Regions from separate parts of the Sus scrofa genome. Here region 2 is linked to region 1. Evidence: chromatin contacts called from public Hi-C data. All regions are on one chromosome and are shown on one strand. The core of a region is the stretch at or near the end of the contact, and the rest is flanking DNA. Distances in the headings are between cores, read along the strand shown.

Region 1 (3,899 bases), core at 522-3,021:
CCCAGTGCTCTGAGAGCAGAGTGAGTGCCAGGTCTTTCAACACAGGTGTTAATTGCTGAAATTAATTGGTAATCTTAGCAGCTGCTCCAAAAGCCCTGAGCTCCCCTATCTTCAGTAATTACCTGTTAGAATCTTAGCATCCACAAAATTATCTCAGCCTTCACTGAATCCTATTATATTTTCAGCCTAATTGAATGACCTCTTGAGCTATTCATGAGTTCGGAAAGCATTCGAGATGTTCGCATGTTTGCTCAAATTCAGCCCTTTTTTTCCTCTGTGAGTTTGTTGTACTCGAAGAACTGGGGTTGGGGATTTTAGGGTCTAGGCTCAAGTTTTGACTCTATCACTTCCAAACCGAGAGGCCCTGCATTATTGCTTTCCATTTTAATCTTCAGTTTCCTCACCTGTGGAATAGGCATTATCGGTTAATCTCAGGGCGGATTAAGATCCACTGGATAAAAACATGTCTGTACCTTGTTAACTGCTGTCAAGGATTATGCTAGATTTTATCTCAGGCTTGATGACTAAATTTTTAAAGTTCTCTACTCCAGCGGAGGATATACCAGTTCTTCAGCCAGGTCCGTTGCCTGTGTCTGGATCTTCCTCTGCTGGAGTAGAGAACAAATTCATTCACTAATTCCTGTGGCAGAATTTACTGAGCTTCTGCTGTGGGCCTTGTCCTTGGAAAGTATCCAGTCTAATAGGAAGACCGTATAGAGGGAAGGCTCTCTACATCACTTGGAGTGAGGACAGCGGGTTGTGGTTGCTCAAGTGAGGGGCCCCTGAACAGATGAGGAGCGGTGGGTGGGTCTGGAAGCTGCTCAGAGGAGCTAAGATCTGAGTCCTGCAGCAGGATAAAGGTTGTGCTTGGTAGACGGGGACAGGAGAGGACTCTAGTCAGAGCTGCAGGATGGCAGAGGCATGAGAGGAGTGTAACTGGTGAGTGCAGGTGAGTGTGGCCGGGGTACAGCCGGGGACTTGGGAGGAAATGAGGTTGGCAAAGTCAGCAGGCCTTTCTGGGGCAGTGGGAAGTGGGGGAGCAGCCATGAGATGTAGGTTTGGGGAGTCTCATTGTGGAGGATGGGCAGAGAGACGCCGGGGTTTCCGTTCTCTGCCTTCGAGTTTATTCATTCCGACTTGCGTTCTGTCCACTTTTGGAGAAGAGGCTTGTCCAGCCCAGTCCCGCTGCAGCTGAGGAAGCCCGTTCACCAAGCTCTCCCTCTCTCAGCTCCACCAGCTGAGTGACCCAGTGCGGTTCAGGTTCACATCCCAGAAGGTATTTGTAAGTTCAGACCAGAGTTCAGCCTTGGCTCTGCCTCTACGGGGAGGAGGGAGGCCCTGGGCTTCGATGAGGGACAAAACCCACTTCCGGAAAGGAGAGGAGCGCCGCATAGAGTCATTGCAAAAGCTGCCTCGCAGATGCTGATGTTGCGCAGGCATTCTGGTTTTGTCAAACCTGGCACCGCCGGCCCCTCTCTTGTCGTTCTTTCCTTTTAGTCCAAGGCTCCTTCTACCTCTGAGCCCAGAAAGAGTGTGCCCACGCAAAACGCTGCAAAACGGAATTCTTCTGCCCTCTGGCGGCAGAAGACGGAAGAGATTTTGTTGGGAAGAGGCATCTGTTTTTCCCCTTCCTGGCATTAGAGTTGGTGGTTGCCTGTCTGTCTCCCCAGCGTCTCAGCAGGGCTGCAGCTCATGCCTCCCTGGGGAGTCTGGCCCAGGCCGGATCCTCAGCCGCTGGCAAGGGACATTCCAGCCAGCAGGTGGCAGTAGGTCTCTGGCAGGAGCTGCCCCAGTCCGCCTCTGCTGACCACAGCTTCACCACACCTCTTGGCATGGGGTCGGCTCTCTCATCTCGGAAGGACCTTCTGTGCATGTGTCTTTGGGGGCGGGGAGGGGAGACATGAGTCAGACGCGGGCCCTGCGATGGGGAAGCAGAGCCCAGGCAGAGAGGCAGCTTACCAGGCTCTGAAGCAAAATCACATGAACTCGCTGTGCTGGGAGAAGCAGTGTGGTGAGGGGGAACGCAGGAGGGCAGCGGGATTCAGACAGACCTGGGTTCTGACCCTGGCCCCGCCCTCACCAGCTGGGTGACCTTGGCACATTGTGTAATGTAAAATGTTTAATAATTGCAATTATAATGCTTAACATGTCTGTGGTGCTTCCTTTGGCCAAGCACTGTTCTAGCTGCTTTATGTAGATTATATGTTTGTATATATATTAACTCAATCTTTCACAGCTCTTGAAGTAGATGTAATCATATCCCCGTTTGGGGCGTGAGGAAATGAAGGCACGAAGAAGCTAATGTTCCTTCTCCTGGTCATACAGCTAGTGGATGGCAGAGCTGGATTCAAACCTAGACGGGGCAGTGACTTGCCTTTGTGATAGTGTATATGCAGGACCAGCACACTGCCTGGCACCAGGAGAAGGCCTTTTATTATAAGCAGCTATTACAACTTTAAGAATTAATGATTCAATAATAATTTAACAATTTGTGATTAAATAATTACATGAGCTGTGTCCTCACTGTCCCATGTTGAGTGTCACTACTTCTCCATCTTCCTGGCAGATTTGGGCACGTGAGCGTGGCACACCTCCTTTTGGATCATGGGGCTGATGTCAATGCCCAGAACCGGTTGGGGGCCAGTGTGCTCACCGTGGCCTCTCGAGGTGGCCACCTGGGCGTGGTGAAGCTGCTCCTGGAAGCCGGTGCCTTCGTGGACCATCACAAACCCTTAGGCGAGCAGGTGGGGGACAGCAGGGACGAGCTGCTGGGCATCACTGCCCTAATGGCTGCCATCCAGCATGGACATGAGGCTGTGGTGCGTCTGCTCATAGAATGGGGTGCAGACCCCAACCACGTGGCCCGGACCGTGGGCTGGAGCCCACTGATGCTGACGGCCCTCATCGGGAGGCTTGGCATGGCTCAGCAGCTGGTGGAGAAGGGGGCCAACCCTGACCACCTCAGCGTGCTGGAGAAGACCGCCTTCGAGGTGGCACTTGACCGCAGGCACAGGGACCTCGTGGACTACCTGGACCCACTGACAACCGTCAGGCCCAAGACAGGTCAGGCTGCTCCACCACCACCCACCCCACCATGGCCTCCCAGAGGACCCCAAATTCTGTTTAAATGGCGAAAGCTAAGGGTTGCCCAAACAGTATGGTGTGCGGAAATCAGAGTCGCCTGCAGGGCAGTGGGACTTAGGATGTACCATGTGTGAGAACCACGTAGGGTGTTTGCTACATGTAGGTTCCTGGCCCACCCTCCAGAGAGTGATGTGGTAGCTCTCAGAAGAGCCTGGAAACCTGCAGAGCAAGGCCCCCTCCCTAACCAGATGATTCTGGCATAGGCGCTTCTGGGATTCTTCTAGAATGGGGTCAGCAAACTTCTTCCGTAAAGAACCAGTTAATAAATATATTAGGCTCTGTGGGCCATACAGTTTCGGTTGTAACAACTTAGTTCTGCTAGAGTGAAAGCAGCCTACGTGATATGTCAGTGAGTGGGTGGGGCTGTTTTCCAGGAAAACTCTAATTCTAAAAACAGGCATAGGGGCAGCTTGGCCCAGGACGGCAGTTTGCCAACCCCTGCTCTTCAAAAGTGTGCCCAACCTCAGCTGCCAATGACCAGTCCCCAGAGACTAATTCACATAAAATTCAGTTTTGAAGTTTTTCAACACATATTAGTGTGTCCTGTTTCTTTTTTCTTTTTGCCATCTTTCTGGCATTTAAAGGCATGTCTAAACAATCCTTAGCAAATCTGCCACAGGACGTTATCATGTTTCAAGACCTCTAGTTCATCCTGTGCAGTAGAACCATGAAATGCAAAGCCAGACGCAGCCTCGCTACCCTCTGTCTGTGATGGGTCTGATGGCAGTGGCTGGGCTGTAGCCCGTGAGCCTCTA
Region 2 (3,644 bases), core at 16-2,515, 980 kb before region 1:
CTTACTGAACTGCTGATTATATTGTACTTGGTCTGCTGTTCCTCTGAACGTCCAGTTCTGTGAGATAATACAGTTCCTTATTGTGTAAGCCAGTGTGATCTGTGATTTTGTCACTTGAAGCCAAAAGCATTCTTATGATAGTATTTTTTTTTTTTTTTTTTTTTTTTGTTTTGTTGTTGTTGCTATTTGCTATTTTGGCCTCCGGCATATAGTTCCAGCTAGGTTATCGAGCTGTAGCCACCCCCCCCCACGCCCCCCCCCCCCCCCCCCCCCCCCCCCCCCCCCCCCCCCCCCCGCCCCCCCCCCCTGATGTATACCCACTTTATCCTCAGTAGATTCACGTCAGGCGGTTTTGATTTTGTTTTGATAGATTTCCTTTTATTGGGGCTCTACCCTCCCCCATCTTCTGGCTTCAGAAAGTGGGTGCACATTCTAACTGGGCAATTCTTGTCTCAGTCTTCTCTGAAGGACTGTGGCCTTAGAATAGGGTTCTTCACAGGAAATAGCAACAAACCAGCCAGCACCCACCATCTCTTCTGGGGCCTTTTGTTCATTTGAATATCTGGTGGTGTGACTGCTTCTGTTTGTTGTTCATTCTTTCTTTTCCTGATTCTAATTCTGGTTTCTTGATGCATATTGGTCCCTATTCTTTCATGCTTTGCATCTTATGCTTGGACTTAAGGTTGTTTCATAGACTTATTTTCATCTCCTCCTCCTCCCATGAGCCCTTCTTTTCCCTTATCTCTCTCATCTGCTTCTTTCTCACTTTGTGACTTGACTTTATGGTCAGTGGAGACTATTCCTAATATGTATATAATCTTTGCCAGGAATAATAGTTAAATAATCACACAGCTGTTTGCTCTAGACTTGTGTGGCAAAAAGTAAGAGTAGGTCAGTCCTCAGTCCATTTTCTTATCTAGTGTCTTTTACTCATGGCATAGAACAGGTAGCACCAGAAATGTCTAGGGATTGGGGCACTTGGAGTCTTCATTATGGCTTCACTATTTGCTACCTGAAATCTCAGACAAGTCACTTTAAGACATTGAGTTTCTTCTGTGGAATTTGTTCCTAATTCAATGTTTTCCTTAGTATTATTGTGATTCAAATGAAGTCATGTGAACATGGCAAATAAAAAAACCTTTTTTACTGAAAAAGAATATGCAAGCTTGGTTGGATTTTTGGATTATTTTCAAAAGAAGTAATATCAGAGTCTTTAGAATCAGCTCTTTGTAGCTTGTTAGTCTGTTTGTAAAAAGGCAGTGAAATATGACTTGAGGCGTGATAATACAAATAATCAGGGATTGAAGTTGATATTTTAGTGATAGCTTACAGACTGAAATAAAAAGAAAGGGCCACACAATATGAAGGGGAAATAAAGGTCAGGATGTTGATCTTGAGGCTTATTTCTAGTTCAACCAGAAATTCTGGTAAGCCAAATTAGGGGAAAGTGAAACCAATAGAAGAAACACCCCCTCTAGTGGCGAGGAGCCAGATTCTACACTTGGTTGCTAAGAGCGACTCAGGAAAGGATAGTTTCTTAGGATGTTTTTTGTTTCTTAAGAAGTACCCTGAGGAGAGTTCCTGTTGTGGCTTAGTGGTAATGAATCCGACTAGTATCCATGAAGATGCGGGTTCGATCCCTGGCCCTGCTCAGTGGGTTGAGGATCTGGCATTGTCATGAGCTGTGGTGTGGGCCGCGGGTGTGGTGCAGATGTGGTGTTTCTGTGCCTGTGGTGTAAGCCGGCAGCTGTAAGTTCGGATTTGACCCCTTAGCCTGGGAATTTCTATATGCCCCCCGTGCAGCCCTAAAAAGCAAATAAATAAATAAATAGAAGTACCCTGAAAAATCTGGAGTTAACATCCTTAAGGAAATTCATTAGTTCCAGTTTTCCTGATTAGAAGGATTAACACATTTCACAATATAAATAGTATTTTTGTATTTGCACATGTCTCATTGTCTGAAAAATATGGAGGCCACGGTTTTTGGAAGCAGTTCACACTTTACTTTTAATAGGCCATTTAGAGACCAAAGGATTAAGACTCCATTGTTACTAAATTTCTTATTGGTCTAAGGTGATGCAGTAGGTATCCTTATAAACCCATTTGTAGGAGGGCAAAGCCTATATTCAAAGTTATGGATAATGCCATAGAGTAGGATTCATCTGGTATTTATGTAAAACAATTGCTGTGGATTTTCTAAGTATAATTTTTGATTTGAAATTTTTAGTGGTCATCCTGAGAACTAAATGTTTAATTTACATTTGGTAGTGAAGTTAAGTATATTAAAATAACCTATTACTCACAACTCATTGGCTTGGTAGGGACACAGTGCATTCTTGAAGGACGTCTTTAGGATATGTGTTATTAATTATAATAATTGCAAGTAATTATTACACTTTTGATTATCTCAAAATTCCATTCAAGTGTTTACTGTTTTGAACTTCTGTTTGGGAAGAATTCTTTATATTTAATGTCAAACTTTCTTGCTCTGAAGGAAAGAAATTTGAAGCTGCGGTAGAACTAGCCTTTCAATAGTTTGGAATGTGTTTGATGATGTTTCTTGTGAAATAAAGATGGAAAAATTCTCTAGAAAATATTGACTTGTACATGGATAAAGTGAGATTATAGTTATGAAACTTTTGTGCATAACTTGCTTGAACTAATATCCTTAGTGTATGGTTATATTTCATAAATATACTTGATTAGAGCAAAGAAGAACTAAGCCTGGTAGTAGATCAGGATCCACCTATTGGGGAAAACCAGAAAATAGGAGCGAGAGGTTTTTAATGGTTCATTTTTAGCTGAGAAAAATTCAGTATGGAGTAATTAAGGTCAGCTAGAGAAAGAATTATGATTAAGTGAGTTAACAGATATTGTTGAAGGCAAATCAGTTAGAACTGATTTGTTAATGTATTTGAAGGCAATAAACCAATTATATGGTCTCTTTACTAAATTATTGTGACAGTAGTAGAAGATATCTGGAATGAAATGGATGGGATGATAAGGTTAGTGGTAATTAGACCTTCATTAAATCCTAACACTAAAGAGGAACTATATACGTTAGTGATAGCTTAATTCTATAAAATTTGCTATTAAAAATTGATAGAGGGAGTTCCCGTCGTGGCGCAGTGGTTAACGAATCCGACTAGGAACCATGAGGTTGCGGGTTCGGTCCCTGCCCTTGCTCAGTGGGTTAATGATCCGGCGTTGCCGGGTTAACGATCCGGCGTTGCCGCGTTGCCGTGAGCTGTGGTGTAGGTTGCAGACGCGGCTTGGATCCCGCGTTGCTGTGGCTCTGGCGTGGGCTGGTGGCTACAGCTCCGATTCGACCCCTAGGCCTGGGAACCTCCATATGCCGCGGGAGCAGCCCAAGAAATGGAAAAAAGACCAAAAAAAAAAAAAATTGATAGAATGTTGGCATTGCTAAAATTAGACAGGTACTGACTTGTGTAAAGGGTTGCAGCAAGTGGGCTTGAATAAAAAGACTGTACTCCAAAACTCAGTTGAAATTCCAGATAAAGTATAAGAGTAATAAATCATATTTTAAAAGGATTTTACAGTATACTGAATGTTTTCCCATACATTTCACATTCATTTGGTTCCTATCAGAACTCTGGGGGATAGTAGCCCAGGTTTATGTCATT

Evidence for each region. Hi-C and Micro-C count contacts between places; a contact is called where the count stands out from the background.
Region 2: a contact with region 1 is called in a Hi-C map of embryonic fibroblasts, with 2.6 times the contacts expected there. The contact joins two enhancer-like sites. A contact is called at or near these places in 1 of 47 Hi-C or Micro-C datasets (embryonic fibroblasts) and 2 of 2 datasets of contacts at active chromatin or transcription factors (alveolar macrophages and skeletal muscle).

The regions. Positions count from the first base shown.
Region 1 is chr1:240,574,588-240,578,486 of Sscrofa11.1, reverse strand. It overlaps ANKS6 (ankyrin repeat and SAM domain-containing protein 6), which reads left to right. Exons shown (of 13, transcript XM_013993702.2): 2 at 2,567-3,063. Among named protein-coding and RNA genes, the nearest start is that of ANKS6, 7.8 kb to the left of the region's middle. Within about 2 kb of position 1,771, at least 29 of the 83 cell types and tissues checked have an H3K27ac peak or open chromatin away from gene starts, as enhancers often do. A contact at or near this core is called in embryonic fibroblasts, where this site is marked.
Region 2 is chr1:241,553,237-241,556,880 of Sscrofa11.1, reverse strand. No RefSeq gene overlaps it. Among named protein-coding and RNA genes, the nearest start is that of NR4A3, 19 kb to the left of the region's middle. Within about 2 kb of position 1,265, at least 5 of the 83 cell types and tissues checked have an H3K27ac peak or open chromatin away from gene starts, as enhancers often do. A contact at or near this core is called in embryonic fibroblasts, where this site is marked.